2 separate regions of the Zea mays genome follow, and region 2 is linked to region 1. The links are chromatin contacts, called in public Hi-C maps. All regions are on one chromosome and are shown on one strand. Each heading gives the region's core, a stretch centred on a gene start, on an enhancer-like site or on the middle of the called end of the contact. The rest is flanking DNA. Distances are from core to core; before and after follow the strand shown.

Region 1 (5,110 bases), core at 2,138-4,637:
AAGATCATCTACTGTGACAGTGATGCCTCGTCTTCTTCACCACACGACGACGATGACTCCTCGTCAAAGAAGAAACCGGTTAATCAAAACTATTCATTTGATTATTCTCGTATTCCATTCAATTCTAATGCTCATTTGTTATCAATTCCACTTGGAAAACCTCCACACTTTGATGGAGAAGACTACTCTTTTTGGAGTCACAAAATGCGTAGTCACTTATTTTCTCTCCATCCTAGTATTTGGGAGATTGTTGAAAACAGAATGCATTTTGATAGCACTGATAACCCTGTATTCATTAATGAACAAATTCATAAGAATGCCCAAGCTACTACTGTCTTGTTAGCTTCGCTTTGCAGGGATGAATACAATAAAGTAAGTGGCTTGGACAACGCTAAGCAAATTTGGGACACCCTCAAGATCTCACATGAGGGAAACGATGCTACAATGATCACCAAAATCGAGTTGGTGGAAGGCGAGTTGGGAAGATTTGCAATGATCAGGGGAGAGGAGCCAACTCAGACCTACAACAGGCTCAAGACCCTCATCAACAAGATTAGAAGCTATGGAAGCACAAGATGGATGAACCACGACGTCGTCCGACTCATGCTAAGGTCATTCACGGTAATTGACCCCCATCTTGTCAATCTTATTCGTGAAAACCCCAGGTACACCAAGATGACGCCCGAGGAGATACTCAAAAAATTCGTGAGCGGGTGCATGATGGTAAAGGAGGCACGATATGTGGATGACGCCTTGAACGGTCCACTACCCATCTACGAGCCGCAACCCATTGCTCTCAAAGCAACAAGCAGCAAGGAGGCGCTACCAAGCAAGGTATCTCAAGTGGAGGCTGCCGGACTCAATGAAGATGAGATGGCGCTTTTCATCAAGCGCTTCAAGACCGTGCTCAAAGGACGCAAAGAATACCCCTCCAAGAATAAAACAAAGGGAAAGCGCTCCTGCTTCAAATGCGGTAAGACTGGTCATTTTATAGCTCAATGTCTCGATAATGATAATGGCCAGGAACAAGAAAAGTATGGGAAGAGGGAGAAGAAGAAGGTTTACAAGAAGGCGAAGGGCGAGGCGCACCTTGGAAAAGAATGAGATTCGGACTGCTCTTCATCCGACTCCGACGATGAAGGACTGGCAGCCTCGGCCTTCAACAAGTCTTCTCTCTTCCCCAACGAACACCACACTTGCCTCATGGCCAAGGAGAAGAAGGTAAGTGTTCGAGATACCTCTAAGTATACTACTTCTAGCGATGACGATTCTAGTGATGATGAAGTAGATTATACTGATTTATTCAAGGGTTTAGATAGAGCTAAAGTAGATAAAATCAATGAGCTAATTGATGCTCTAAATGAAAAAGATAGATTGCTAGAGAAGAAAGAGGACATTTTTATATGAAGAACATGACAAATTTGTTAGTGTACAAAAATCTTTTGTTTTAGAAACTAAGAGAAATAAAATGCTATCTTCTGAGTTATCTGCTTGCCATGAATCTATCTCTAGTTTAAAGATTTTGAATGATGATTTAAATGCTAAGCTAGAGGAAGCTAATAAATCTAGTTCATGTGTAGAGCATGTTGCTATTTGCAATAGATGCAAGGACTTTGATGTTAATTCTTGTGATGAACTCCTTACCGGTAACAAACCCAACGTTTCTTACTTTCGTGTATTTAATTGAAGAACTAAGGTTAGGCAGAAAAGTTAGGCACGTTGTGGCGCCTTAGGTAGCAAACCAAACAACCCCTATATGTTTAGATCATCTCTTGCAGATACCCTACCACATCCTCTATTTCAAATTTCACTCTGGAAACTGTGTCAAACGGTATTATTTACAGTTCTGCGTCCCCTATTTTACGCGATTTACCAAAGACACCCTTTTCGAGCTAAATAAGGCTATTAGCAACTAATTTCGATTAGCGTTAAATAGTGCATCTCTTAGCTCCAGACCACCTTAACCACTATAGGCGACTATTTGAAACATTGGTCCTATTTAATCTGATATTGTGGTGGTTACGTGAGAAGATGGGGGCTAGATCTATGTAGGAATGCGAGCGATTTATAGCGGGATTAGTTTTGTCTTTGGTGAGATAAGTCTTATCGAGTGGGTGGGGGTGGGGGGAATAATGACGCGCATAAGCCTTATTCAAGGAAGGGAATAACGACACATATTTCCCTCTGTAGGAGTAGAGAGTGGTTGCGGTGGGCGAGGTCCTACCAACGGTGCAACGGCTGAGCCACACGTGAGGGTCCAATAAACCAGTGTGGTGGACTCTCTTAAAAAAAGCCATAAAAATAATAATATCAAAGCGAACATATAGTCCACATACTAGATATTAAACTGATAAGAACAAATATTATATTTTATCTTAGTCAAAAGGACGAGAAAGTTATAAGCTAAAAAGAAGTTCGACTTTTTTTATAGCTCGCTCGGTCTATCATCATGCTTCACCTAACAGGATGATACTATTTAAAAACACTGCAATACGTGTGGCTTCGTGGCAGTGGTTTCTCATAGTCATCTGTGGGGTAACGACATATGTGTGGTGCTATATCGGTCACTCCATTGTTTCATGCCAATCTTTTATCTGTTACCGTCTTGCATGATAAAGAGGACAAGCAATTGTTTGCGAGGCTTTCAGTTTAAACCTGAACATGGGGCGACCTGATTTCCAAGCACCTGTTATCGTTTTCATTCTGGATCCCGCTCAGCTCACCATCCCCTACGCTGTAGGTCTGTTCTAGGTCTCTTGCACCACTTCCCTGAAACCATCCACTTTAAACAAGTGGTTCTTGAATTAGAATGTAGCCTTGCTTGCGTTGGTCTCTTTGCCGACTGAGAATGACCGGGCGACGGTTTAAATTCTCCAGTGAAGTCTCAAGACCGTTCAGTGCGAGGTTGGGGAACAGGAGGTCTGCAGAACGTTCTGTCCCGCCAAACCAAGTAAACTTTCGGTTTTGCAGGCAGATTTCCATCGGCTGACAATCATCCAGAGCTGCTCTGAACTTTCTCGTGTCATGTTAAAGTACTGAACATCTCCATCTGCGTATGAACAGATCTTTCTGCAGATTAAAAGAAATTACATAGGCATTGGGTGCATCAACACCTCGTTCGTTAGCGTTATCTTATTATACTGGTTAATGGCACCATAGTATAATCCCCTTCTCCTCTCTCTTGACAACGACGCCGTACGTAGCATCATCTGACAGCAGCTCTTTGCTTCAATCAGACAGCGGCAGACCCGTTCCGTTGTTCCGGCTGGAAGCGATCGCCATGAGAGCGACCCTTCAAAGCATGATCGTTGAATTCTTAGCTACATCTGTACCGATTTGTACCAAATCATGCCTGCTAGTATAAAGTAATACGGCCTAGTGCAGGTGCAGTGCAGGGGGCTGGGACCAACGATTAACGAATGGCATCTGCATCGCGCAGCGAGACTCCGAGGACCGAATCAAAGCACCCGAGCCGCGACAGAAGAAAGGCCACCGCGCTATTGACTTGCACAGTCCTCGTCCTTGGAACGCCGGACTGCATGTTAGCTACCCTATGCAGTTTAACCAAGCCGCGCGCCATCGATCGCCTGCCTCACTGCTTCACAACCTCATTTAGCCAAGGAGCTCACAGAAAAAACAGCCCGTGACACGGGCACCGATCGAGAGCGAAATGGAACTCCGCCATTTCCGCTGCTGCGCTTCGCGGCTTCTCCTCCTCGTTACCCTCCTCCTCGGCTTCCGGCGGGCCGGTGCCCAGGACAGCACAAGCTACACCGTCCCCGCGCAGTTCGCCTGTGACGTGTCGTCGCCGTGCGACACGTACGTCGTGTACCGGACGCAGTCCCCTGGCTACCTAGACCTCGGCAGCATCTCGGACCTCTTCGGCACGAGCCAGGCCCGGATCGCCAGCGCCAACGGTCTCAGCTCCGAGGACGGCGTGCTGCAGCCTGGCCAGCCGCTGCTCGTGCCCGTCAGGTGCGGCTGCGCGGGCGCCTGGTCCTTCGCCAACGTCACGTACCCCATCCGGCAGGGCGACACCTTCTACAACCTCGCCAAGGCCTCCTACGAGAACCTCACCGAGTACCACCTCATCCAGAATCTGAACCCGGGGTCGGAACCCACCAGTCTACAGATCGGCCAGGAGGTCACGGTGCCGCTCCTCTGCCGGTGCCCGGCTCGCGCTGAGCGGAGCCGCGGGGTGCAGAGCCTCATCACCTACATGTGGCAAGCAGGGGACACCATGTCCCAGGTGAGCAAGCTCATGAACGCCACCGTGGACGAGATCGCCGAGGCGAACAACGTAACCGCCAACACCTCCGCCTCCGCGTCCTTCGTGGGGCAGCCGATGCTGATCCCAGTTCGACAGCGGCCGCGGCTTCCGGCTCCGCTCTACGCTGCTGCTGCAGCCGACGGCAAGTCCCGGTCGCGACGTCGGGCTGCCGTCATAGGCGCCAGCGTCTCGGGGTCCCTCGTCGCGCTCGCCGCCTTGTTCGTCGCGATCCTGGCGCGCCGGAGGTACCGAAAGAAGCCGTCGATGCGCCTGGGTTCACGGTTCGCCGTGAACACCAAGCTTTCTTGGTCCAGGAACCAATTCGGTCATGACGGCAGCAATTCCTTCGCCCACGTGATGAAAGGAGGCAAGCTGCTCACCGGCGTTTCGCAGTTCATCGACAAGCCCATCATCTTCGTGGAAGAGGAAATCATGGAGGCCACGATGAACCTTGACGAGCGGTGCAAGATCGGCAGCACGTACTACAGGGCGAAGCTCGACGGGGAGGTGTTTGCGGTGAAGCCAGCGAAAGGTGACGTGTCGGCGGAGCTGAAGATGATGCAGATGGTCAACCACGCCAACCTGATCAAGCTGGCGGGCATATCCATCGGCGCTGACGGGGACTACGCATTCTTGGTGTACGAGTTCGCCGAGAAGGGCTCGCTCGACAAGTGGCTGTACGAGAAGCCACCGTCCGCGCTGCCATCGTCGTCGTGCACCGTGGCAACTCTCTCGTGGGGTCAGAGGCTGAGCATCGCGCTGGACGTCGCGAACGGCCTACTCTACATGCACGAGCACACGCAGCCGAGCATGGTGCACGACGACATCCGCGCGCGGAAC
Region 2 (5,011 bases), core at 200-2,699, 260 kb after region 1:
CTAAAGTTTTCAATATTGTGATTTTTCCCAAAACTATAGCATTTTAAAACTGTAGTTTTCAAATCTTTATTTAAAAAAGGACCTAAAATCAAAAGGCCAAAAATGAATGTAAAACTGAACAAGAAGCCCCATGATAAACGAGATCTATCGGTGAAAGTTGGCCATGTGACTCTTCCAATACACGAACTGCTACTGTTGTTAGTGGTGGCTTATCTATATGTAGCTCTACCTAGACTGTTTTATTATCCCAGTAGTAGTTCCTCAGCTACAACATATGGAGGAGTAGCTCGATACGGCCTAATCCGGTAACCCAGCTTAGAGCAACTCCAATAGTTCTCTAAACAACTCTCTAAATCTTAAATTTAAGAAGTGAGCAGAAAAATGCTTCTCCAATGGTTCTCTAAATAAACTTGCTAAATTTACTTAGTTGCTATTCAACTCTATTTACTCTCCACATTTAGCAACTCGGTAGGAACTCCCTAAATGCAGTTGACGTCAATTTCTTCACACTAGCGTGATTATTTTTTCCTTTCCCACACAGTGAGATAGCCAGGTATAGCACGCTCTTTTTCATTTTCTAGCATAATGAGGTAGCTAGGTTAAATACGTATGACGCAAGTTTCTCCTTCACCGTCGAACCCAACTTCCTCATAGGCTGCGCTACCGGACCACCACTCATCCATAGTTCATATCGACCGGCCTTTTTTCTTCCATCATCACATCCTCTGCTCTCAATCTTATTATCAGACATATCTCATAAAGGCAGGGTCGCTAAAGCTAGATTCAAAATCGAACTACTTCCTAAATATGAGCAACTATTGGAGACTAAGTTATTTTTTACCTCCAATAGCTATTTAGCAACTTGCTAAACATGATTTTAGCAAGCTATTTTTTGGAGAACTACTAGAGTTGCTCTTAGCTTGTCATTATACATGGTGGTGGATCTAGATAAAGCTCGTTGCTTGTTTCATGGAAGGCAACGATCGCTATGCAAGCAGTCCTTTTTTGCAAGCGTGCAAGCAAACTATCTGGTCCATTAGATTATGATCCAACCACAGATACAACCATGATTTGTTAAGTTTTTTTATAAAGATTATTGAGCTGGTGGTGGAAGAGTTTAAGTGTTAAATGTGACCTACGGTTGGATCATAATCTAATGGATCAAATATTTTACTTGCACGCTTACAAATAAGGACTGTTTGTATAGCAGTCGTTGTCTTTATGGAAATCCTTGATGTTCTTCTCGTCAGGCCATCCTCCTCTTCATTTCCTTACTTTATCGCACTGAAACTCGTCTATTCCAAATGTCAATCCAATCGCCATGAACGAAGCTGCCATCGGGCCTTTGGAAGAAAGGCCTCCATTGTGTAATACAGTCTATACTCGTCTATTCCAGCCCAAACAAACAGGGCCCAATATTAGTTCTCAACCGTCCCCTTTCCCGAAGTCAAGTGCCACCACGACGCTACTCGTCCTCATCCAGTCACGAAAAATCGGAATCTCTGAAAAATCCTCCGTACCATGAAGCTCCGGTTGCGATCTATGCAGGCGCGCGGCGGCTCCGCCGCCGTGGAGACCCACCGCGTGGACCTGCCGCCCACGGCCACTCTGGCCGACGTGAAGACCCTCCTCGCGTCGAAGCTCTCTGCGGCGCAACCCGTCCCCGCCGAGTCCGTCCGCCTCTCCCTCAACCGTAGCGAGGAGCTCGTCTCGCCGGACCCTGCCGCTACGCTCCCGTCCCTCGGCCTCGCGTCCGGTGATCTCGTATTTTTCACCCTATCCCCCCTCACGGCCCTAGCGCCGCCGGCTCAGGCCCTGCCACGGAACCCTAGCCCGAGCTCTGGCGCTGCAGCGTCGATCGCTGAGGCTGCCGACCGCGGGAAGGGTTCGAAGCAATCTGGTACTGGAGATTTCTCTTCCTCGTCACTGGCGCAGGCTGTGGTTGTGAGCCCTAGCTTTCCGGTCGCTTCCGGTACGCGGGATGTGGTGATGGAGGAGGAGGCCGTCGATGCCACAAAGGGCTGGTCGAGTTTTGTGCTTAGGGATCTCAAGAGGGAGATGGACAACGTCGGGGCCGCGGAGGGAACCGCCGCAGGTCGCCTGGTTGCGGCCTTGCATGCAGCTCTGCTTGATGCCGGTTTTCTCACCGCTAAACTGACGGGCTCTCACCTTTCGCTGCCTCAGGGCTGGCCGTCAGGTGCTTTGAAGCCATTGACCATCAAGTATACTATACCAGAGCTTTCATCAATGGTATCTGTGACTGAGGAAGGGAAGGTGGTGGTGCTGAACTACTCCTTGATGGCCAATTTCGTGATGGTTTATGGGTATGTTCCTGGGGCACAGTCTGAGGTTTGCCGGTTGTGCTTGGAGTTGCCGGGGCTGGAGCCTCTACTTTATCTGGATGGCGATCAGCTGAATGGAGTGCATGAGAAGGGAGTTCATGATCTGTGGAGAGTGCTGAAGGATGAGATTTGCCTGCCACTGATGATATCATTGTGCCAACTGAACGGTCTGCGCTTGCCGCCTTGCTTGATGGCTTTGCCTGCTGATCTCAAGACTAAGGTATTGGGGTTTTTACCTGGGGTTGATCTTGCAAAGGTTGAGTGCACATGCAAGGAAATGATGAATCTTGCATCAGATGATAGTATCTGGAAGAAGCTTGTATCCAAGTTTGAAAATTATGGCGAGGGCTCTAGGCTGGCAGGCAAGAATGCAAAGGCCATATTTGTAGAAGCTTGGCAGGCCAATAAGAGACGGCAGAAGAGGCCCAATCCAACCTTTTGGAACTATGGCTGGGGAAACAGTCCTTATAGCCGCCCACTTAGGCTGCCATTGATTGGTGGGGACTCGGACAGACTTCCTTTTATTGGGAATCATGGTTCTGTTGGGCGCCACTTTGGAAATCAACGAAGGAATATCTCACCGAACTGCATTCTTGATGGTCACCGTCATAACTTCCTTTGAAGCCATGTCAATGAGTTTTACTTGTATGTTAAGAGTGTTTTATAAGGACTTCAATGGTGCATATACGGTTAGACCGCCTTGTTCATATCGTCAAGTCGCACACTTATGCTTGTGCACAGCACTCTTATGATCTTATCCTAATATATCCCCTTAGTATCTTAGATCGTATCTTTACTATCTTTTTTTGGTACCAAATGTAATCCAGTGTCCTAGTAATAAAGTACCCTTGTTCTATTCTCAAACGAATTATCTAGACACGGTCATTGTAATTTGGTTGAATGTGTAGATAGATGTATTCGTGTGTAATAGCTTTAAACTTCAGGGTGCTGCTTAAATTTATTTGCATTAAATATTCAATCTATAACATTGATAGCTTTATCTCCACATCTTCATGTTTTCCCCATATCATGATGTCAATATGATTTACATTTTTCTTATTAGGTATTTTCCTTTGACATACATGCTACTTTCAGTAGCTCAGTGATAAATAGAATAATCAGGTTCTTCTATTATACTATTATTCTGTCATCAGTCTTGGTCTAGAGCTGTATGAAATAATGGAAGCATACTACTCCCTCCGTCCCAAATTAGTATTCGTTTTAGCTTTTGATTTTTATGTCTATATTCAAATAGATGATGATGAATCTAGACATATATACAAAACACATGCATAAATTATTGTATGAATCTATTAAAAGGCTAAAGCAAATTTTAATTTGGGACAGAGGGAGTATTATTAAGGTGCTGTTTTGTTTTATTTAAAACAGCGAAATATCACTGATGCCGAGAACTGCGTAGTAATCTTGTATACAAATTAGAGCTAAAACATCAAACAATCTGATACAGTTTTTGTTTTAATATCTACCACTAGATGGCGTATGCATGTTTTTTTTTTAAAAAAATCCATTACTGGAAGAATCAGTGTGATGATAAGAAGTGCAGCTTTGAATAAATGACATGTGGATCATTTTGGGATGTATGTAACATACTAGGACTATGTTGATGTAACTAGTTGAGGCTATAAGCCTATAACAATTCTGTACCTGGGTATGTTGTATGAATCTATGATTAAAAACGATGATTGTTTATTTGTCGTGCTGTTGTGTGGTGAATGTGAATTGCTCAATGGGAGAAGGTACAAGCCTCGATCTAACCATAGTGGCGGTGAGTTGAGGGAACATGCATAGGCCATAACTTCTTTTGTTCCTTTTATTCCTGAATATTGTCTCTTTATATAGGGATGGCTGGGTTAAACATACTCCTAAAAGCCAGAATTTAATACTATACCTATTACCTAGCTTTCTGGAACTACAACCCCCCAATCCCCCAAAACACACACGCACACACACATGCACATCATCTGCAGTACAAGTTTATGTGACATGATGAGGACCGCCAGTGAGTCTCCACGTGCGTGCATCGGTGCATGCGTGTGTTTTTGCAAATCCCCAACCAAAAACTAAATACAGGTCTAATGAGTTGTAATTTTTTTTGTTCTGTTACAGTTTGTATGATACATTGATACACAACTCACTGGGGTAACATTCTTTCTGTTGTCGTAGAATATTATTCTTGCAAGCACTGGATGGTTATTATCTCTTTTCTCTATAGAAATTATGAGCTTCTGTATTACCTCCAGTTGCGTTGTCATGGTTCTGAGTATGGTTTCATATCACTGTTTACTTATTTGTCCATTTTCGAGGTTGCAGATACATGTTTTTGACATATGGACATGAGCTGTTGTTGCATCTGACTGGCATCTTATTGTCTTCTATTCTATGATACTATAATATCGATGTCCTTGTTCTCCTCATACTTCTCACTTGGATGATTCAGAAAGTTGATAATACATTTATTTATTGTTTGATTGGTCAAGGCAAAATGTGAAGATACTGTCTTGATTGGGGTGGTTATTATTCAGAATCTTCACTTTGATGTGTTTATTCTTGTGTTATCCGTGTTCCTAGATAATGTAAATATAGTCTGAACTTTCAGGTGCTTGAGTTGTGGCTTGACCATTTCATTATGCAATTCAGTCGTATCAGAC

What was found. Hi-C and Micro-C count contacts between places; a contact is called where the count stands out from the background.
Region 2: a Hi-C map of leaf shows a contact between it and region 1, with 4 times the contacts expected there. The contact joins the promoter of LOC100501928 here to the promoter of LOC103633076 in region 1. A contact is called at or near these places in 6 of 25 Hi-C or Micro-C datasets (ear, leaf, leaf mesophyll and 1 more).

The regions. Positions count from the first base shown.
Region 1 is chr1:28,967,169-28,972,278 of Zm-B73-REFERENCE-NAM-5.0, forward strand. It overlaps LOC103633076 (serine/threonine receptor-like kinase NFP), which reads left to right and starts at 3,388. Exons shown (of 1, transcript XM_008654760.2): 1 at 3,388-5,110. The coding sequence starts at 3,671. LOC111590799 (U2 spliceosomal RNA) reads right to left here and starts at 2,400; the gene lies at 2,204-2,400.
Region 2 is chr1:29,229,760-29,234,770 of Zm-B73-REFERENCE-NAM-5.0, forward strand. It overlaps LOC100501928, which reads left to right and starts at 1,450. Exons shown (of 1, transcript NM_001196566.2): 1 at 1,450-3,198. The coding sequence starts at 1,522. The coding sequence ends at 2,964.